Linked DNA regions of Mus musculus: all the other regions are linked to region 6. A link is a contact called in public HiChIP or PLAC-seq data. All regions are on one chromosome and are shown on one strand. Each heading gives the region's core, a stretch centred on a gene start, on an enhancer-like site or on the middle of the called end of the contact. The rest is flanking DNA. Distances are from core to core; before and after follow the strand shown. Region 1 overlaps Sdk2 (sidekick cell adhesion molecule 2). Region 2 holds the start of Sdk2 (sidekick cell adhesion molecule 2). Region 3 overlaps Sdk2 (sidekick cell adhesion molecule 2). Region 4 has its middle 8.0 kb from the start of Gm39468. Region 5 overlaps Sdk2 (sidekick cell adhesion molecule 2). Region 6 holds the start of Rpl38 (ribosomal protein L38). Region 7 overlaps Sdk2 (sidekick cell adhesion molecule 2).

Region 1 (2,779 bases), core at 77-2,576, 740 kb after region 6:
CAAGCTGTTGGTCTCACGGCTGGCCCATCGTGGCTCTGGGCAGAAGTAACTTCCTAGAGGTAGGGTGAGAACTGATGTTGTCAGAGTTGGAATTGGAACCCAGGTCATCCTAAGCGTCTACCCGTTCTACTCAAATCCCCTTGGGCCAGAGGTCTGAGCAGCAGCCTGCCAGATAAATAAAAGGATGTCAGGAGCTGGCTTGATTTGGTAGCATTCCATAGTTGGGCTGGGCACCTGGGGGCATGGTAGTGTCCAGGGTGTCATGGGTAGGGCCCCACTGTAATGAAGATAAGGCCCTGGATCAGAGGTTCCACTCTGCCCCGACTCCCCATGGATACCTGTTACATTTTGTCAGTATCTCCACATCTCCATGTATTCACAGGTACAAATCTGGGATCACAGACCTAAGAATGGCAGGTCAGGCAGGGCATATCCATGAAGTCCTAGACTCCCTCTGTGGCTGGGGCGGGCAGAGGGGAACAGTGGTCTTCAGGCATGGTGTGTCCTTCTGTGTCTCCGCCTCTCTCCCCACAGTCCCAGGTACGGTCATTCCTGTTCTCACTCTGTTCTCACAGCCAGGACACATTTATTGATGCAGAGACTTGGAGTGTGTGCAAATGGGAAGCCGGGACGGGAGGACTGGCGGCATTTTCAGGCCATTCTGGGCTACATAGTAAGACCCATTTTCAGGCTACCTCTGTCCAAAACAAACAAGCAGAAAGATGAGTAGAATAGAAAGAAGAAAGGGGAAAGAGGATAGAGCAGAGGGGGGATAGAAGGAGGAGGGAAGAGAGGAAGGAAAGAAGAGGTGGAGAAGAAGGAGAACCAGGAGGGAAAAGAGGAGGGGGTGAGGAGGGGAAGAGGTGAGAGAAGAGATGACTAAGTCCCAGACAAGCAAAGTTTGTCCAGAGTCACAGTTCAAACCCAAATTGGATCAGGACAGGGACCATGGAATCATCTGGAATAATTCACATGCCCACCCAAGTGTCTTCTCTCTCATTTTTGCCCTCTTCCCCAACAACTGATGGATTTCCCATGGCCGGTCCCTGTAGCCTGGGGACCAGCGGCTGTACCTCTAGACTTCCTAGTGTAGGAAGTGCAGAACATGCAAATGAAGGACTGGCTGCTGCCCGAGGGAAGCAGGGAAGCGAGGCTGGAGAAAGCTTGTCTCTGATGAACTGAGGCTATTTATTTCCACCACAAAGAAATTTAGCATGCAAATTAAGAAGGATTTGATCATCCATCACCCGAAATTGACGTGCTCGAATCTGACCCGAATCCCTGGTAACTATCACACATGGATGGGCGTAGGGCGTGCACACAAGGTCCACGGGGAGGCCGGGAGAGGTGGGCTCTGCCAGCCGGCCAAGGCCCATATGCTTCTGTTCTGGGACCTTTCAAGGCGTGCAAATGAGATGATCATTGATCCTTTCTGCACAACTGGGCTAGAGAGCACAGCTGTCCTGAGGGGCTCCCCCACCCCCGCCCCACCCTTCTTAAGTCTTCCTGTGCCCCCTACCCTTGGCTCTCAGCCAGGACACAGAAACTAATCAAATATCTCACTGTGTTCTAGGACTGTGCAGACAGGTGACCAGGACAAATGCCTAAAGAGTTGACCATGACCACGCTTCCTGGGGCTGTCCTTCTTGCCTGACCCCTCCTCCTCCCTCCTGACCCTTCCTGGAATTTCTCTGATGTTCTTTCCTTGAAGGTTGCCCCACCACCACCAAGGCCTTCTTCAAGGTCTGCCTTGAGGCTCTAAATTCAACTCCAATCTCTTCCTTAGGGTTTCCCAAGTCTTTGGGGCAGCAGAGACCCCAGAGGGTAGACATGGAAGAGGGATGAGAGATACAGGAGGGATTTTAGTGGGGACTGCAGAGGCTGAGAGAAGGGAGGGAATGCGGGCTCAGAATGAACAAGCATGGGGGTGGTTCTCAGGCACTAGGGAGCCCCAGAAGGCTGGGGAGAGAGGTCCTTGTGAGCCTAGGAGGACTTCAGGGAGAGAGGTCCTTTCTCAGACACAAATATAGGAACCAGGACAGACCATTCCCTGAAAGAGCCTGGGCACAGGCCTAAGGACCAACCATAGCCAATCCAAGGCCTGCGGCCACCACGGTCTCTCTCCTTCACCTTAGACTCCTAGAGAATGGGACCCTGCCTGTGGGGACATGCTTGACTTGACTCTGAGCATTGTCTCCAGACAGGGACATACTGCTGTATCCAAACCCCCCCCCAAAAAAAAACCTTGGTGGCTTAGACAAACTATCATTTCTCTATGAGTACCTACTGGACTGGCCCCTGACCCTATTTACTGATAGTCCACTTAGGCAAACTCCTGAGTGAGTCCAAGGCTAGCCTTCTCTCCTCATGTGGCCTCTCCTTTCTGACATGGAGGACTCTGAGTCAGATGGAAAACTCGGGGTCCTCGTTTGAGAGGCATATAGACACTGCAAGTCCATTGAGACCTGTGCCATCACATGTGGGGTGAGGGGGGGCACCATAAAGCCAGCCTAGATTTAGAACAAGATGGGGTCTATGTCCTGGGAAAACTGCAGAAAAATACCAGGCTTGCAGTCTCTGATCTCCGAGCCTTTGCTCAGGCTTGGCCAGTGTCCAGTGGCTTCACAAGCACCTTTTCCAGATGGTGGCTCCCAGCAGGTCCCCTTGGGCCTAATTAACACGGTTCTGGTCTGCTTCATCCAGAAGTTGCTTCTGAAGTCACCTGCAAGGGTGACTTTGGAGAGTCCAGAGAGAATGTTTGGGTACAACATGGCCTGGA
Region 2 (2,992 bases), core at 41-2,540, 600 kb after region 6:
TGGACGAATGTAAAGCTGAAGACAGGCAGGCTAGGTTTTTCGTCTATTTCCACTAAATGCTCAAAGCTGTTCTTCCAAGGCAGGTGAGGAGAGAACAGTAGAGCGATGAGAGGTGTTCAGTGCCTGCGTCCATAGCGATGAGAAGAGGCTTGGGGACTGGAGAAGATGAGGCAGAGCTCTCGAAGTCAGTGAGATGCCTGAAGGGCAATGACCAGAACTGGAAGACCACAGGGGTGTGTCTCCGAAGACCTGGGCCCTGGAGGCATGAAGAGAAAAGCTGGCAAAGGTGACGGGCCTCAACCCTTCCTTTTCCAGCCGAAATACCAACCTTGCAAGACTGATTTTTTTTCCCAGCAGGCTCAGTGCCAGGGACTACACCGTCTTTTAGGAAACCCACGGAACTGTTTTAATTTCTTTTAAAATCAGGGGAAAAATTAAATGAACTTTTAAATGAAAGAAAATGTTTTAATATGTAGTAATATATTTGTTTTTACGCCAACACAGCCGCAAAATATTACTTTTAATATTTTTAATAGAGAAAAGAGCCCACGGAGGTAGAGGCGTCTGTTGCCTGTAAGTACAACTGTTAAAGGGGTCTTCCAGCTCCTGGCCTTCCCACACTAGAAGGTACATTCTGCTCCCTTCCCTGGGCCACGAGGGAGGACCCCTCTGGCTCTCTCCTTTGTGTCTCTGCTGCTAATGTGCCTTTAAAGGGGGAGCTCAGAAGAAGAAGAAGAAACAAAGAACGCACGAGTTTGGCACCAACTTCACTTTCTCAGCCTTCTGCAAGTCCCAGGCTTCCCCTTTATCTTGCTCTCCGCCCTGAGCGTTTCCAGACTTTTAAAGAGTCTGACCTGGGAAGGAAAAACTGGAATCAACCGGTTGACACCCCCCCCCCCCCCAACACACACACACACCCTTCCCAAACTGTTCTGCCTGGTCGAATCCAGAGGGGTACTGGGGGCTTCATCCTATGGGAGACTGGGATAAGGCCTTCTAGGGAGGAGTGAGGGTGGGCTGAAGCTAGAAGACCGGGCCAGAGAGAGCGGCTCGCTTGCAGCCCGCGCTACTGCCCTCCGGTGGGTCCCGGAGACGCCAGGCGTCCGCGGCCGCGCACACGGATTGGGTTTCTGCGGGGCTCGCTCCCGGGCCTGGCTCGGGGCCGCCGCCGCCCCCTCCCTGCGCGCAGGCTGCGCTCCAGTCGCGGCCACGGGGTAGCGCTCGGCCCCCCTCTCCGCGTCTCCGCCTCCGCCGCGCTCGTCTCCGGCTCCCGCTGCCCCCGCAGCTCCAGCTCGGCGCAGGCAGACTCTCAGGCTCGGCAGCAGAGCAGCTCTGAGGACGCTGAGCCCGGGCAGCCCAGAGCTCCAGGCTCTGCGAGGCAGCTGCTGCCGAGGTGGGCGAGCAGCAGGCGCGGCCGAGGCGCGGGAGCAGCCGTGGAGACTCGGGTCCCCGCGCCGGGCGAAAACGCCGGGGGGCCGAGGCGGCGCCGAAACCCCGGATCCCAAAGCTGCCGGCAGGGCTTTCCCGGTGCGGCTCGCGCCGAGCTCCATCCCGGGTGCGGCGGAGAGCAGGACCCGCCGGTCTCCTCCTCAGGATCGCCCGCAAGAGGCGCGGTGCCCAGGCGCTGGCTGGAACCTGGGCCGCCCAGCCGGGTACCCGAACCGGGCATCCATCCCTGCCCGCAGCTGGCGCAGACATGGGCGCACGGGGCTGCGCGCCGGGCCGTGGGACCCGCAAAGTTTGCTAGCCGGAGGTGCTCAGAGCCTAGGGCGAGCCCCGCACCGAAGCCCCAGGGGAGGTACCCCCGAAATCACTGAATTGGGCACGAGGACCGTGGAGCTGAGAAGGGTGGCTCGGCCCCGCTTAGATGCCTTCTGCAAAGTTAGAAGAGAAGAAAACTTCGGCTCCGGGGAGATTCGGACCGTTATGCTAACCGCGCCCCCCGAGCCCTGCGCCCCTTCTAAAAGACACCCGGCGCCCGCGCCTGCTACTGTGCTCCGCTTACATCAAGTCCCAGGGGCCCGGCGCCTGGAACCGCGGTGACTACGTCGGCCCGGGAGAACCCAACCAGGGGGCGGGGAGGGGCGGGAGGCGGGCAACGTGGCCACCAGGAGGAAGTTTCCTGAAGTTGTCCTCTGATTCGGGAGCTCATCCAGCGACCAGGCCGGATCGCAGGGGTCGCCCTGCCTATGAGACGTAGTCTGAGTCGGGGTGCTAAGGGATACAGGCACCCCGAATTTGAGAGGAGGCTTGGCCTCTTTCTGCTCTCCCCCTCGCTTTACGGAATAGCCAGCGCAGAAAGAGGGGAAAGCATTTGGGGTCGCCGGTGCGGCCCCTACGGGCATAGCGTCCAGGACTTGACCACACAGTCTCCCGGGACTCCAAAGGATTATAAAGCAACTCGCAAAGAGGGGGCACTTTAGAGGACCCCTCGGTCAGCATGTTCAGCAGCATGTGGAGGCTGCCGCTCTGGACTCTACTGGCCCTGCATCGGATCCACTCGGCCGGGGCCCAAGGTACGGTATGGGTGACTTTCTCCACGTGGAACTGGAGAAGGGGTTTGGGTGGGCAGAAGAGAGGTAACCCCCCTAAGACACCGCGTTTGGCCCAAGCTGGACCATCTCTTGTACGTCTCAATGCTCCCCGCTTCTTCGACTTTTGGAGCTCTGTTTGGGGTGGGGCAGTGTCTGATACTTCTGACCTTTCTGGACCGGAAAGGTGAGGTTACGGGGAGGTGGACCTTTGTGGATACTCTCTGGTCGGGGTAGGAGGGGCGCGTCATTCTGTGTCTTGGCTCCATTGAACTCCCTAAGCTCCTGGTCCTGCTTGACGTCCGAAAGGAAGGGCAAACCATGGCAGGCAGGCACTGTGTGGTCCCAGGGCGAGAAGATGGGGCGGGCAGAAGCTGGGAAGAAGCCGTAGTGGTGGCTCAGGGTGCCCGCTTGATTTCCCCTCAAGAGCAGATACTCTGGTTAGCCATGTATGGGAGCCC
Region 3 (2,835 bases), core at 256-2,755, 620 kb after region 6:
GCCATCATTTATTTAAGGGCAGTTCACTACAGTGTTGGGGAAATCCATTAAACAGCCAGCCTGGAGCCACAGGCAGAGGGGAAGCTACCGAGGGAAACAAGGTCTGGGGGTTTCAGGAGAGCTGGCCCTGAGGCAGTCAGACCTGAGTGTGCCTGCCCATCTCCACCCCTGCAGAGCAGGGAAGAAAGAGTAGGCGGCTGGTTAGGGTACCATCTTAACTTCCCCGGTTACCCTCCATCACCTTCCTCTTCTCATGCTCTCAGAGCCTGGGCAGCAGCCCTCCCCCTACCAGCCTGCTGATAAGGCTTCAGTTTCAAAGCAGTTGAGAGCCACTGAGCTCATAGGTAGCATAAGAACCCCAAAGCAAGACTCTGTCAATGGCCTTTGGCATTTCCTCACCTGTACCCTGGGGTACTCACATGGACTACATGGACTGGGGTACTCAGTCCATGAGGCAGCCATAAGGACTGAATTATTTTACAAAAGTTCCTAGGAGTGTTGCAGGCACACAGGTGGTATGACATAAATATGTGTTAAGTAAGTATAACTAAGATGGGAAACACTATCCAAATGGGAAGAAGAGATGGTACCCCATGGAGAGAACAGGAAGATGGGACATTTGAACTGGAGACAGGAAGATCCATTGTTGTTAGCACCTAGAGATGCAGGCTGGTATATGAGGCTTGGAGGTCACCATAGGAGCTGAGACCTGAAGACAGGACCATCAGTAAAAGCAGGATGGATACAGTAGGGATGCAGGGTCCCTACAAGGACGGGGCCAGGGAGCCAAGGCGCTTGAATCCTAAGCCCAGGACTTTAGAGCTCCAGCTCTCCAAAGCTAGAACACAGACCTGCCAAGCTCTACCCATGCAGGCATGGGGTACGGAGCAAAACTCTTGGACCTTCCTAGAGCCAAAAGTTTTCATATGGTTCTTCTAGGGTCCAGACATGGGAGGGGGTTCGAGTGATCCCATCAAGGGTAGGAGGTAGGAGGCAGAGCAAGCCACTCACTCTGCCTGGGCTGTAATACTCTCTGCCTCCCTCCCACTAAAACACTAACAGGCTGAGAGGAAAGGAAAGCAAAGGCAAGGAGGGGGAAGATGGAGGACTTGCCCCCCAGCCCTGAGCTCAGGAAACTTGTCCCACACATGAAAACAATTCCAGGCTGTGTAACCCCGAGGGTCAGCCTGCAGGTCAGGGAGGCTGTGGCTGCGTTGCTGGGGGATCTGCCTACACAGACACACAGACGCAGTGGGGCACAGGGGCGGGTCCAGCGTGTTTGCTGACTTTCTGTCAACCCAGAGATAAAAGGACTTTTTCCCCTTTGGTTGACCCCTCTGCTCAACAGGGAGAAAAGTACTTCAGCCCGTGGCTGAGCTGGAACGAGGCTGGGAAAGGCTTCTGAAGTTTGGGAATGTGGGGCACAGCATTCCCTGCACAGCGTAGGATGAAGGGGTGAGGTGAGGGATGCAGAATCAAAGGACCACATGGCTAGGTCCCCCTGTCTGTGCTGCCGCACCCCTCCTCTTTGTTCTGTTGCTGGGACGTGCAGGCTAGGCGGCTGAAGGACATACAATCCCTCGTCCCCTTTGCAAATCTTAATCACTGGTTCTCAGAAGTTTGACGGTGATGTATCTAGATCCGGATTGCTTTGCATTTGTCCTGTCTGCAGTTCGCTAGCTATACCACATCTGTACAATGTTTATATTTAATTTATTTTCTGTATTGTTTGTGTATGTGTAGGATATGTGTGTGTGTATGTGTATATATGTGTGTGCGCACGTATGTGTGCATGTCATAGCATGTATGTGAAGATCAGAAGACAATTTTTGGGGAATCTGTTCTGTCCTTCCACCTTTATATAGGTTCCAGAGATCAAACTCAGGTCATCAGGCATATGTGTTAACTGCTGTGCCCCTCTAAGCTATCTCACCCACCCTACCCTTGGATCATTTTATTTGTGTCTTTCACTAAATCTGATAGATATTTTGAAGCTTTTCAAGACTCTTTGTTCTTCTCAGAAGTGATGCTATGAATGAATGAATATATTTGAATATTCAGTATATATATACATATATACATTTATATATGTATATATATATATACACACACACACACATATACAGGAATGTAATTTCTGAATCCTGTGATGGCTCTTTATCTGATTTTTGTTTTGGAAAAACCAGCAAGCTTTTGTTTCCGCAGTCACTGAATAATTTACAGGCACTTTATCTTATCCATAAGATTATATGTGTGCTTGTGTATCTATCTATGTGTATGTACCGTGTGACTGCAGTACCCATGGAAGCCAGAAGAGGGAGTCAGAGCACCTGGAGTTGGAGTTCCAAGTGGTATGAACCACCTGGTGTGGATGCTGGGAACTGAACTCGGCTCCTCTGAAAGAGCAGTGCATGCTTTAACTGTGGACCCCAGTTGCTGAACAATTTTACATCCTCACCAGCAATGTGTGAAGTTTTATATCTTCATGCTAACTCTTAACCGTTTTCCATTCGACTGTAACTCTCCTGGTGGGTATGCAGTGGTGCCCCATAGTGGGTTTGATTTTTTAATATTAGTTTAAGGACTTGAAGATCAATCTACCATCCTTCCCCACTGCGGCCCTTTGTGCCTCTGCCCTTTTCCTGATGCTTCCCCTCCTCCTCAAATGGTTCTGCTTCCAGGTCACAAGCATGGGTTGATGGTTTGATTTTCCCAGTGAGCAATGATATTCCCACTTTTAACATGATTGTTAGGTGGCCATTTGTACAGCCTCTCTGAAGATATTTCTATTCATCCTTTTTTTTTTTTTTTTAATGTGTAGGAAACTTTGATGCA
Region 4 (2,848 bases), core at 314-2,813, 890 kb after region 6:
TGGTCCTGAGGCTTTATAAAGAATCAAAGGTCATAAGGTTGTGGGTCCCGTGTCTGCTCTACCACAGGGCATGACCGCTTGGGGAAGCAGAACGCAGGGAGACTGCACTCATCCCACGCCATCATCGCAGGGCGGGTGCTGGGATGCAGGGAAGTCCCGGGACACCCCTAGCGGGGAGGGGGAGAAGAAGTGCAGTCTGAGGAGTGGGGCAGCCGGTCTCTGGGGCTTCTAGCCTTAGTTCAACCGAGGACCACGCTACCTTTCACGGTCCACTTCCCCACAAAAGGTCACTTCAACTCCCCCTAACAGCTCCCAGGCGGGGTTCAGTGAAGGCAGGGCTGGGAAGGACCAAAGAAGGGCCAGCTGGGAAGCCTTGTCCAAACTGCACACAGCAATTGAGATGCGTGGTCAGCCCAGCCAGGAGAGGCGGGTCAGATAGCATCAAGGGACAAGAATAGCTGATGGAAGGAAAGCTGTTCCTCCCAGGAAAGTTCTGTAAATAACCATGGGGGACCTGAGCTTCTCATCAGCTTTGGCCTTCCAGGCCTTCCAACTCCAGGATTTGGGGAGGTGGTTTTCTGATGTCCTGGGTTGACTTAGGCCCTTGGGGACAGTAATCAGCCTAAAGCTCGCCCTACTGCTGGAAATGCTTGGCTGCCTCCTTCATAGGCTTCACTGGGGCATGTCCAATTCAATAAAGGGTCAGAGTTGCTGGGAGTCGGCAGAGCAGTTACTGTTGGCCTTGTTGAGAGGCCCTAGTGGAGAACCTGAAGCCATTCTCAGCAGTCTCTAGTCCCTGCTAATTCTCACTGTGCAGAGAAGCCAGGGTCAAAGCCCGAGTTAAGAACATACTTGAGCCGGGCATGGTGGCGCACACCTTTAATCCCAGCAATTGGGAGGCAGAGGCAGGTGGATTTCTGAGTTTGAGGCCAGCCTAGTCTACAAAGTGAGTTCCAGGACAGCCAGAGCTATACAGAGAAATCCTGTCTCAGAAAAAAAAAAAAAACATACTTGAGTATTAATGTGGTCTCTCCTCCCTACACACCTGACCCCTGGGATATTGTAAGAGAGATGTGGGAAGCCAGCTCAGCAGGCAGGTGACCCATCTGCTGGGAGTGAACAGTTTGCTTTTCACAGTGACTTCTCTTAGGCAGATGCGAAGGCTCTTAAGCCAGGAAGCACAGCCTTGTCCCCAAAGGACTACAAATTGGCAGAGACCTTGCCCCTCCAGGGACACAGGTTTCCCAGGGCTACCTTGACCTTTGTCAGTCAGCTGGACCCCAGCCCCCGCAGCATCTGACATCGCCAAAGCCGCACATCCGCAGAGGCAGGGGCTGCCTGAGTTCACACTGCCACGCTCACTGTCCGTCTGTCCCTTGTGTCTTTTTAAAACAACTCCCATCTTTTTTTTTTTCTTTTTTCCTCTGTCTTCGGAGGCTTTAACCATTTAAGGATGTTGTGAGTTTACATTAGGGAATTATCAGCCCAGCCCAGCCCAGCCCAGCCCAGCCCAGCCCAGCCCAGCCCAGCCCAGTGAGGGAGCTTTAAAGAGGAAGTGGGAATGTGTTTTTAAAAAAATCATTTGTGTGTGTGTGTGTGTGTGTGTGTGTGTGTGTGTGGTGTTGCACAGGAGGCCAATTTTCCTTTGCCTTTAACAAATCACCTTGTGCACTGAGGTCCTCCATGTGTTCATTGGAACCCGTGCTGGCATCCTTGGGCACAGACCCACTTGGGCTTGCATATAAGCATATAAAGATATGCACAGAGCATACATCTATGTGTGCTAACATAGGGGCTCTTGGCAATGCCCTCTGACGGCCCCTTGGCTGTCTCTCATCCTCAGGAGGCACGGACAGCCTGGGTCACTTGCACTTGGGGTATTTGGTGAGACCTATTACCCAAGCAGCTGAGCACATTACAAGCTACAACTCGGAGATGAGCCTAGGGTGAGAGCCTCTGTTTAGGCACTGCCTGCCAGGGGTGTGGGGGGGAATTATTAGCTACACAGCCACAGCCACAGCTGGACACCCAGTAGGTGTCCAGCTGCGGAACTCTAGGTTGTTCAATGAGATCTTTTGGCCTATGTTTACATTTCTGCTGGGCACTGGAGCATCCCAAGAACTCCACCTAGACACCCCACCATATTCTAAGGGTATGGCAGGCGGGCACCGACCCTGGGTAAGGGGAAGCTTTCATTTTCCTGAGCCTGTGAGGCCAGGGCTGTTGTCTTGTGACTATGGGGAACAAGGTCACAGAAGGACACGCCTAGCCCTCTTGCTGTTGCCTCTCTGTGCCCTGAGGAAATCTGCCCTGTATTCAGGAGCCCACACTTAGCACGCTGGGACGGCTCTCTCCTCTCCTGGCAGCGCCTGCCTCCTGCATTCTTGCAGGCTCTGCTCCCAGATTGCCAAGACTAACCAAATAGCTGCTCTGGGTTCCAGGAGCATCTTCCTCCGGAGAGCAACAGGGAGTTTACAACCCCCGCGCTGTTGCCTCTCCTTTCCCCTCTCCACCACAAACCTGACACTGCCCGTGAATCAGAGGGAACAAGGACACAGCTAGGCTGCCTTGCCAGCCCTTGCTTTTAGAGGCCTTCTGTCATTGCTGTCCATGACCGCCCTGGACAGCATTTCTAAAGGTGCCAGAACCTCACATTAGACTGCCCCAGGCAGGGGTTCCCCTCGCCTTCTCGAGAGGCACACAGTGAAGGTGCCACCATATTCGTGCAGCCAGCCAGCTGGACCATCACTGGGGGAAAGAGGGGACCCACAGACAGCCACCACCAGCTCCTGAGTGCCTCTGTGGTCCCATACAGGGACACCCACCCTAACCAACACCTCGAGCACAG
Region 5 (2,884 bases), core at 114-2,613, 850 kb after region 6:
AAAAAAAAAAAAAAGTGATGAACAGACTTCTATAGTTGCAACAGAGACCTACAAAACCTAAAACTTTGGTCATCTAGTCCTCTACAGACAAAAATATAGTCAGTGTGGCCTTAAAGAGAGCCAACAGAGCCTTGGTGACACACATCATTAATCCCAGCACTCAGGAAGCAGAGGTAGGCAGATCTCTGTGAGTTTGAGGCCACCCTGGTCTACATGGTGAGTTCTGGGCCAGCCAGGAATACAGGGTTTCAAATTTTAATTAATAAATTTAAAAGTAAACTATTTGGTCATATATTATGATGTATGCCTGTAATCCAAGTACAGAAAGAAAGTAGGGGTGAGACAGGAGAATTATAAATTCAAGGTCAGCTAGTGCTACATCGTCTTCAAAGTGGATGAGTGAACGGGTGGATGGATGGATGAATGAATGAATGAATGAATGAATGAATGAATAAAAGAGAGCCACCAAAGTACTGAGGGAAAGAGGAGCTGAGAGTTATGAGTTCAAGGCTAGCCAAGCTACAAAGTCTCAAAAATGAATGGATGGGTGGATGATGGATGGATTGATGGATGGTTGGATGGATGGAGGATGGGTGGGTGGGTGGATGGATGGATGGATAGGTGAGTGAGTGGATAGGCAGATAGATGGATGAAGAGCCACTGGCCCAGGCATGGCAGCATATACCCATCATTCGAGCTGGAATGGAAAGCAGGGTTGAGGCAGGAGCATTGTAGGCTCATAGCTAATTTTGTCTACTTATCAAAATTCTTGCCCAAAAATAACAAGGGTGAAGCTGGAGAGATGGCTCCCTAGTTAAGATCACTTGCTTCGTTTCTCAACACCCACAGCTGGCTGGGACTTCAGCTCCCTGAACTCTGACACCTTCTTCTGACCCTGCACTCATGTGCACAGTGGCACACGGACAGGGACACTCACACACACACACACACACACACACACACACACACGCATGCATGTGTGTACACATAACTAAAAATTTTAAATATAATAAAAACAAGGGCTATAACTTGATTGTGGCAAAACACACCCATAATACCAGTTTTCTGAAGGTGGAGGCAGGGGGATCAAGAGCTCAAAGTCCTCCTCAACCACATAGCTAGTTCCAGGCTGCATGAGACTGTGTCAGTAACTAAAACAAACAAGGGCTGAGAAAGTGACTAAACCAGAGAACAGCTGTTTATCATGCACAAGGCCACGGGTTCCATTCCAGAGTTGCCTCCCTCCCCCAACAACAACAAACTGGCATTGCCATGATAGCAGTGAAGTCCCTCACGGTCCCAGGCAGGCGGGCGGGCGGGCGGATTCCTCCTGCAGGGATCACAGCTATGGGAGGGAAACATTGGGCCAGCGTGACCGTGAGTCATTGCCCTGTTGTAGTTCCCTAGATGCATGTGCTGTGGTGACCTCTTACGTAGCCCTCCCATAGCTTCAGGTGTTCATAGCAGTCTAAAGGCTGTGGAATTCACAGGAGGAGGACGCAGGTCCACGTGCCTCTAAGTGGCAAGACTTCCCTGCTTTGAAAGCAGAATTTGAAATCCATTGTAAATGCACAAATGCTGGCTGTTCATCATTTCACCCACTGACATAATGAGAAGGGGTTGTTTGTTTCTTTGTTTGTTTTTTGAGACAGGGTCTTACATTAGCTCAGCATGGTTTTAAACTAGCTATGTCCCCAAGGGTGACCTTGAACTTGTGACCGGCAGCCTCCAAGTGCGGGGTGACAGGTGTGCAATAGAGTGCCTGGATTTTCTACATCTTGGCTTTTGTGGCTCTTACTACGGCGTAACATGGGAGTGTAAATATCTTCTTCAAGATCCTGATTTTAATACTTTTGGATACATTCCCAGAAATGAGATTGCTGGATCATATGGTAATTCTATTTTTAATTTTCTTTGAAGAACTCCAGACTGTTTCCCACAGTAACTATGCCATTTTACATTTCCAATGATGGCACAGGAGGCTTCTAGCTTCTCACCAGAGGGCTGGCTATCTTCTTCTTCTTTTTTATTTTTCAAGAATTATTTATTTTTTTTATTTATTTTATGTATATGAGTATACTGTAGCTTTCTTGAGACACTCCAGAAGAGGGCATCGGATCCCATTACAGAGGATTGTGAGCCACCATGTGCTTGCTGGGATTTGAACTCAGGAGTGGAAGAGCAGTCAGTGCTCTTATCAGCTAAGCCATCTCTCCAGGCCCAGGGCTGGTTATCTTTTGATACTTTAATAACAGCCACTGCTGTAGATGCCATATTTTGAGTCAGGGTTTCATATAACCCAGACTAGTCTTGAATTCACTGTGTCACTAAGAATGACATTTAACCTCTAGTCCTCTTGCTTCCATTACCCAAATGCTGGGATTACAGGTGTGTGTCCTGGTGCGTGGCTGGTCATGGTGGCATGGACTCGAATCTCCACCCAATTCATGTTTGGTAGTGCCTCCTGACTTCCCAGGTTCCTGCTACCCATTTATTTGTCTGCTCTTGGGGACGGTCTGTTTGTTTTCTTGTCTCAAAGCTATATGAACCCAGAAGACATTGTGTTATGTGAAATGAGCCAACCACCAGGAAGCCACCAGGAAGACTGACTGGTCTGCATGACCTCACTCACACATGACCTGACTCATCAAAGTCCCTAGGATAGTAATAATAGGATAGAATAGTCCAAGTCGGGCTGGAGAGATGGCTCAGGGTTTAAGAGCGCTGACTGCTCTTCCATAGGTCCTGAGCTCAATTCCCAGCAACCACATGGTGGCTCCCAACCATCTGTAATGGGACCCACCCAATGGATCCCATTAATATAAATAAATAATTAATTAATTAATTAATTAATTAATTAATTCTTTTTGAAAAAGAAGACTAG
Region 6 (2,835 bases), core at 95-2,594:
GACATTCGCCAGGCCGGTGGCCGCCGGCCCACAGACAACCACATCAGAGGCAACAGCCTGTCTGACGTGACAGAGTACACCTAAGGACCTTGCAAAGGCTCTTCCTGCCCACCTAGGTCTACTTCCGCTCATTATCTGATGTTTATAAGTCCGATCTGGGGAGGAAAAGGAAGGCCCATAGGGCTATCTCACACAGTAGAAGACCAGACCTCTTTTTAGCTGCCATGGGAAGATAACATCACCCAAGGTTTCTCGCTAGGCACATCCTCCCCAAACATCCTTTAAGTAGCAGACAATTCCCTCTTCGTGTATGAAAGAACAATACAGAAAGCAGCAGGAGCCGACAAACAACTTTGAACCTGCTTGTTTTAATCTATTTTCGAGACAATGTAACCAAGGAGAGCCTAGCATTTCCCCATCCCTTTGTCCCTGCCTCCGGAATTCGGGGACTGCAGTCTGTGCACCAGGCCTGGCTCTGAATCTCAGCTCATGCCGAGCAGGAGCGAACCCAGCGCAGGAAGAAGCAAGCGCCTTGCTATGTAGGCCAAGGATAGCGTTGGATGCTCAGTTCTCTTGCCTCGGCCCGAGATTAAGCAGGCAGACCTGGGCCAGCACACTGGCTCTGCTTTGTCTCGTCACCTCGCACTCGCTTATTTGGAAGCTGAAGGTTACTGGTAAATGACACTTTTTTCTTTTTTTTTTTTAAGGACAGGGTCTCGCTACGCAGCCCTGGAGAGCTTCTAACTCCCAGGGATTCTCCGGACTCCACCACGCGGGCAAGCCCGGTACTGAACTACAAGGCTCGCTGTGATCGGGGTGTGCACACGTGGCAATGCCAACCTCAGTGTGACACGCTGGGTCGCCAAGCTCGCCATAACCTGCTGTTCCGAGCCGCCCGATGCCTCCCTCCGCCCGTCCCTCGGGCTCGCCCTGAGCCTCCCGGGAGCCCGCACTTACACTTGGCATCCTTCCGCCGGGCTGTCAGCAGAAAGTCCTTGATCTCCTCAATTTTCCGAGGCTGTAACATAGGAGGGACAGAAGATGAGCCGGGGGAACGTGCGCGTCCGGGGGACGCCCAAGCCCGCCCCGGTCCCTCGTCCCGCACTCACCATGGCGACGCGGGCTCGGCTCTGGCGTCCGCACCTGCGGGGTACAATCCCGAGTTAACCGGCCGCGATCCTATTTCCCCGATCCGCCCGCCGCACCCCTCCCTCCTCCCTCCCTCGCTCCCCGCACACCCGTGCTCCCTGCGCCCTCCCCGGCTGCGGATCGCCCCGGATTGAACGCCCTTCCCCACCTGCCCAGCACACTCACAGCGATGAGAACCGAAGAGAACGGGGAAAGAACGAGGCTTCCGCTTCCGGACGGTTAACCCCGCCCAACAGAGGAAACTGAGTACGGTGTCTGCAAAGGACCAGAAAGGATGCGTTCATCATTTCAATTTCAGCAGCCCTGCCCTCTTCTGGTTCAGATTAGTAGTGCAGCTTCTTATAGCAATGGCGTTAGGCTGCCAGCATCACCCTCACCTCCCTTCTTATCCTTTCCCCTATTGTCCCCTCTTTCTGTCACTCATCTTATTATTTTTTTTTTACATTTTATTTTATTTTTTGTTTTTCGAGACAGGGTTTCTCTGTATAGCCCTGGCTGTCCTGGAACTCACTTTGTAGACCAGGCTGGCCTCGAACTCAGAAATCCACCTGCCTCTGCCTCCCGAGTGCTGGGATTAAAGGCGTGCGCCACCACGCCCGGCTACATTTTATTTTTATTGCGTGTATATTTAATTTGCTTGTATATCTGTGCATTAAATGAATGCAATGCTCATGGAGGCCAGAAGAGGGCATCGGATCCAGGGGAACTGGAATTACAAACAGCTGTGAAATGCCTCGTAGGTGCTGGGATCTGAACCCCGGTGTTCTGGGGGAGCAGCCAGTGCTCTTAGGACTGAGCGATAGCTCCAGGTCCAGAAGTGATTGGCTATTTATGTATTTGTTTATTTGAGACGGGGTTGGGTCACCTACCTTCTTCATGCTTATAACAGGCCCAGCAGAAATGATAGTCCAAAGAGCCACTATGTGCCTCACTTGCGTGCAGGGCAGAACTTCTGCAACCACCTGGGTAATCAGAAATGGCTCCTTTATTGCATCTTGAGACCCATTATCCAGGTCAAGAATTGAGCCTCCCCTGGCCAGACAGCTCAGGCCAGCTCTCACCACACGTTGCTTCTTTTTTTTTTTTTTTTTTTTTTTTTTTTTTTTTTTGGGTTTTTTGGTTTTTCGAGACAGGGTTTCTCTGTATAGCCCTGGCTGTCCTGGAGCTCACTTTGTAGACCAGGCTGGCCTCGAACTCAGAAATCCGCCTGCCTCTGCCTCCCGAGTGCTGGGATTAAAGGCGTGCGCCACCACGCCCGGCTACGTTGCTTCTTTAGACATGTAAGAAGTGACAGCTTTGGGAAGGCAGCGTTGCTTCCGTCTGCCGACTGGGTTCCCGCCCGGCTCTAACTTCCTTAGCACTTTGTTAGTCTTTATGATAATGCCTTGAAGGTTAGGCTCCAGGAAACTTTAGGTAGTGGTTTTATTTTCAACCACTTTTATTTTATTTCAACCGCTCTACAAATGTCTCCATTTTATTATGTTTGTCTCCCCCCCCCCCCAATTTAATAACTCACAACAGAATGTAATTGCCTTGTACTTATTACTGTGGAGAGCCTTCCCCCCCACCCCTCCCCCCCACCCCCACCCCGGAGGATGAGCGCTTAACCGTGAGGTTTTCAAACTCACCTCTTTCTCTCCTCCCCGCTCCCTTCGCGGAGCTCCTGCCTCCCGGTGATACGGGGCA
Region 7 (2,804 bases), core at 301-2,800, 680 kb after region 6:
CCATCCTGCAGTCTATCCATTCAGAGAAGCACTGTGAAGCTGTGACACCTTCCCTGGACCCAAAGGATAGGGACGCAGTGTAGCACAGACTCAGCCCAGATAGTGCTCCTCCTCAACAGCTCCTCTGCCAGTGACTGTCCCTATCTCTGAGTGCCAGCCAGGAGACTGGGATGAAGCACTCGAAACGGAGAGGCTTGCCAGGCAAAGAATTAAAGTGCAGAGTAAATGAAACCAGAGCTAGACATGCCGGGGGCAGGGGGGGGGGGTCAGTTCCAAAGAAGCTCTGCCAGAGACACAGCCCACACCACCACGCCACGGCGGCTGGCACCACGTTAACATCAGCTGCAGGCTCTGCAATCAGCTGGGCCAAGTTCAAATCTTGCTCCCCCCACAGCCTACTATTGTGATCTGGCACAGACCACTTAAGACGTGTGTCTGTTTCTTCCTGTCACTGACATAGGTGTGGCCCAATGAATGGCAGGGCACTTGCCTAGTGTGTGCAAAGCTCTAGTTTGGATGCCCAGTACATAGAAAGAAGGAGATAAGAAATGTAAACATGGGCATGGCGGTGTGGATGCTAAGAAGTGAGTCCAGGTAGCAGGCAATGGACACCCAGTGCATGTGGCTCCTTGTAATGATCTGACTTAATATAGAGAGGCTAAAGACTGAGGACCAAGGGACCTATGTGCCATGAACCCTTATTCCTCCAGCAACAGGCTGGATCTATTGCACGGTGTCTCTGCCCGGCTTTCTTCCCTCCTCCCAAATGATGCTTAGCTCTGGTTTTGGCTCAGATCCATAGGATGCCAGTCTGAGAGGTTGGGAGCTCCTGGATTGCTCCGGCGGTGCAGATGACCCTGCATTGCTAGGCTCCTGTGTCACATCCATGAACACAGCAAAGGGAGTCAGAGGATCACCAGGAGAGACAAAGTGAGTCTGGGTTCACTCCACGACTCTCAGTGGCCAGGTGCAGACACACCCTCCAGCTGTGACTCCCGCCAGCCCCCATTCCCCAAAGCTTGAGGATGTCCACCTCCATCACCCCAACCCTGCCGCTGCTTATGACACAGATGTCACCAGTCCTCACCAAGCTGCCTTAACATGCGGGAATTCTATCTCAAATATGTTGCACAAATGAATAATAAAAACAAAGGAAAATTACCCTCTTTATTGAAACTCATTTTATGAATAAAACAATTATTCTGGTAATTGAAAAAATGTGTCGTTAAATTAAATGCAGTGGTTCCTATTAAAATTTTAGTGCGTTTTTGCTGCTGCTGGCTAGAGGCTGGTAATTATAGTCAAGAGTTTTGCTTTCTCTTTATTGTTTTTTAATCTCTCTGTGCTTCGGATCTCCAACGATATTTTATGTCAAAGAGATTTAGAACTGTGCCCCCAGAAAGGGGGGGGGGGATAAAGCTGGCCGGGGGGAGAGGCTAGCAGGGGGACTACAGCGACATCTGCTTCTGACTGGAGCTTGCCTGTCATTCCAGATGTCCAACAGTTTTGGTTGGTCTCCTCACCCATCTATCAGCCTGGCATCCAATCACAGCTCTCTTAATGCAGCTCCCGCCCCCTCCACTCTCTTCCCTGCCTCTTCTCAGTTTAACGGAATCTTCATGCTGAGGGGAAGCCTGGAGTAAGGTGCCCAGGATGCCTGGGTCTCACTGCCTCTTGGAATCTAGGTTCGGAAGGCAGCCTGGTGAAGTGGGTGGGATCAGCCTGCTAAGGCTCCTCCTTCCTTAGGGGCGGGGCCATCGTAGAAGGGTATGTCACCTTGGTGTTTGTAATCCTATTGAGGAGCAGGCATGCCCCTGCCCTTTCTACCACTTTATCCTTAACTGGCAGCCTAGCCTTTTTCAATTAAGTTGGGGGAAGGAAGGGAAGGAGGGCTGCATTGCAGCCTGCTTGGTATAGCATGGACCAAAGAGGAAAATGGGCAGGAAAATGCCCTAGAAAAGATCTAGGCTTCTTTTCCAGTCCCTACTGCACTCTCTACACACAAATAGCAGGCGAGCCCCCTTCCCCACCCCTCCCTCCTGGCCCAAAGCCTCACCGCTAGGCTTTGGCAGGAGCCTCAAGACTCCTAGGCTGACTTAGCCCCACTATGACTGCCCTTGATGTGTTCTATTTTTTCTGGCTCTGTTCTTTGTCTGGGAGATTGAGCTTCTGGTGGGCAAGGTCTCTGGCCGTGCGAGGTGCCACTGGGAGCTTGATGGATGGAACTGGGCTGGGAGCATCCTGACATTTATCTCTAAGACACCAGGAGCTGATTAGGAGCCAGATGTCGTTGTCCAGCGATGTCGGATGAGGCCTGGGTACCAGGCAGTAAGGAAGGCAGCGTGAGCCAGAGCCGGGCATGTCATCTTGCTCCCCTGTACCCACCTAGGCTATTCTTTCTTGGATCCATTTTCCTCAGCTTTGCTACAGTCAGCCTGAATTGCAAGGAACTCTCTTCTCAGTTCCTCGGGCTCTGAAGTTACCTGGCTGCAAGCTGGGTTTAGTAACAGGAGGCCCTGGCCAGATATGGGAAGCGGAGGAAAACAGATGCTGGGTTTTCCCCCATCTTTTATGTCTATACTGGCACTCCTGATGGCTATGTCTGGCTCATGACATCATCTCTTGGTGGGCTGTAGACTCACCCTGCTTCCTCCCAGACCCCAGCACCTTGAAGAGATTCAGGTTTTCTAAATTGTCAACCTCTTGGTTACTATGTTACCCCCATTTGGCTTAGCAGCCCTCCCATCACCCATAGATGGTTCCCTGGAGTAAACTTCAGTCTTAATACAACAGTTAGATCCTGT

The links. HiChIP or PLAC-seq counts read pairs in DNA pulled down with a chosen protein or histone mark.
Region 1: a contact with region 6 is called in an H3K4me3 HiChIP or PLAC-seq map of embryonic midbrain, with 5 times the contacts expected there. The contact joins the enhancer-like site here to the promoter of Rpl38 in region 6. A contact is called at or near these places in 4 of 115 datasets of contacts at active chromatin or transcription factors (embryonic forebrain, embryonic limb bud, embryonic midbrain and 1 more).
Region 2: a contact with region 6 is called in an H3K4me3 HiChIP or PLAC-seq map of forebrain, with 7 times the contacts expected there. The contact joins the promoter of Sdk2 here to the promoter of Rpl38 in region 6. A contact is called at or near these places in 1 of 39 promoter capture datasets (neural stem cells), 1 of 484 Hi-C or Micro-C datasets (embryonic stem cells), 14 of 115 datasets of contacts at active chromatin or transcription factors (astrocytes, cardiomyocytes, craniofacial prominence and 10 more) and 1 of 9 other capture datasets (pancreatic islet).
Region 3: an H3K4me3 HiChIP or PLAC-seq map of craniofacial prominence shows a contact between it and region 6, with 4 times the contacts expected there. The contact joins the enhancer-like site here to the promoter of Rpl38 in region 6. A contact is called at or near these places in 7 of 115 datasets of contacts at active chromatin or transcription factors (craniofacial prominence, differentiating embryonic stem cells, embryonic basal ganglia and 4 more).
Region 4: an H3K4me3 HiChIP or PLAC-seq map of bone marrow-derived macrophages shows a contact between it and region 6, with 6 times the contacts expected there. The contact joins the enhancer-like site here to the promoter of Rpl38 in region 6. A contact is called at or near these places in 5 of 115 datasets of contacts at active chromatin or transcription factors (bone marrow-derived macrophages, cardiomyocytes, embryonic basal ganglia and 2 more).
Region 5: an H3K4me3 HiChIP or PLAC-seq map of bone marrow-derived macrophages shows a contact between it and region 6, with 6 times the contacts expected there. The contact joins the enhancer-like site here to the promoter of Rpl38 in region 6. A contact is called at or near these places in 1 of 39 promoter capture datasets (embryonic stem cells) and 7 of 115 datasets of contacts at active chromatin or transcription factors (astrocytes, bone marrow-derived macrophages, craniofacial prominence and 4 more).
Region 7: a contact with region 6 is called in an H3K4me3 HiChIP or PLAC-seq map of embryonic limb bud, with 7 times the contacts expected there. The contact joins the enhancer-like site here to the promoter of Rpl38 in region 6. A contact is called at or near these places in 1 of 39 promoter capture datasets (neural stem cells) and 8 of 115 datasets of contacts at active chromatin or transcription factors (astrocytes, craniofacial prominence, embryonic basal ganglia and 5 more).

The regions. Positions count from the first base shown.
Region 1 is chr11:113,928,883-113,931,661 of GRCm38.p6, reverse strand. All of the region lies in intron 2 of Sdk2 (sidekick cell adhesion molecule 2), which reads left to right. Among named protein-coding and RNA genes, the nearest start is that of Gm51929, 110 kb to the left of the region's middle. Within about 2 kb of position 1,326, at least 6 of the 459 cell types and tissues checked have an H3K27ac peak or open chromatin away from gene starts, as enhancers often do.
Region 2 is chr11:114,065,327-114,068,318 of GRCm38.p6, reverse strand. Sdk2 (sidekick cell adhesion molecule 2) reads left to right here and starts at 1,290. Exons shown (of 45, transcript NM_172800.3): 1 at 1,290-2,516. The coding sequence starts at 2,441.
Region 3 is chr11:114,046,606-114,049,440 of GRCm38.p6, reverse strand. The region is part of intron 1 of Sdk2 (sidekick cell adhesion molecule 2); the gene reads left to right. Among named protein-coding and RNA genes, the nearest start is that of Gm51929, 6.6 kb to the right of the region's middle. Within about 2 kb of position 1,505, at least 23 of the 459 cell types and tissues checked have an H3K27ac peak or open chromatin away from gene starts, as enhancers often do. A contact at or near this core is called in craniofacial prominence, where this site is marked.
Region 4 is chr11:113,776,731-113,779,578 of GRCm38.p6, reverse strand. It overlaps a transcript of Sdk2 not described here. Among named protein-coding and RNA genes, the nearest start is that of Gm39468, 8.0 kb to the left of the region's middle. Within about 2 kb of position 1,563, at least 74 of the 459 cell types and tissues checked have an H3K27ac peak or open chromatin away from gene starts, as enhancers often do. A contact at or near this core is called in bone marrow-derived macrophages, where this site is marked.
Region 5 is chr11:113,815,625-113,818,508 of GRCm38.p6, reverse strand. All of the region lies in intron 36 of Sdk2 (sidekick cell adhesion molecule 2), which reads left to right. Among named protein-coding and RNA genes, the nearest start is that of Gm51930, 13 kb to the right of the region's middle. Within about 2 kb of position 1,363, at least 28 of the 459 cell types and tissues checked have an H3K27ac peak or open chromatin away from gene starts, as enhancers often do. A contact at or near this core is called in bone marrow-derived macrophages, where this site is marked.
Region 6 is chr11:114,667,089-114,669,923 of GRCm38.p6, reverse strand. It overlaps Rpl38 (ribosomal protein L38), which reads right to left and starts at 1,344. Exons shown (of 4, transcript NM_001362918.1): 1 at 1,110-1,344; 2 at 958-1,018. The coding sequence starts at 1,112.
Region 7 is chr11:113,989,502-113,992,305 of GRCm38.p6, reverse strand. The region is part of intron 1 of Sdk2 (sidekick cell adhesion molecule 2); the gene reads left to right. Among named protein-coding and RNA genes, the nearest start is that of Gm51929, 50 kb to the left of the region's middle. Within about 2 kb of position 1,550, at least 88 of the 459 cell types and tissues checked have an H3K27ac peak or open chromatin away from gene starts, as enhancers often do. A contact at or near this core is called in craniofacial prominence, embryonic basal ganglia, embryonic limb bud and 1 more, where this site is marked.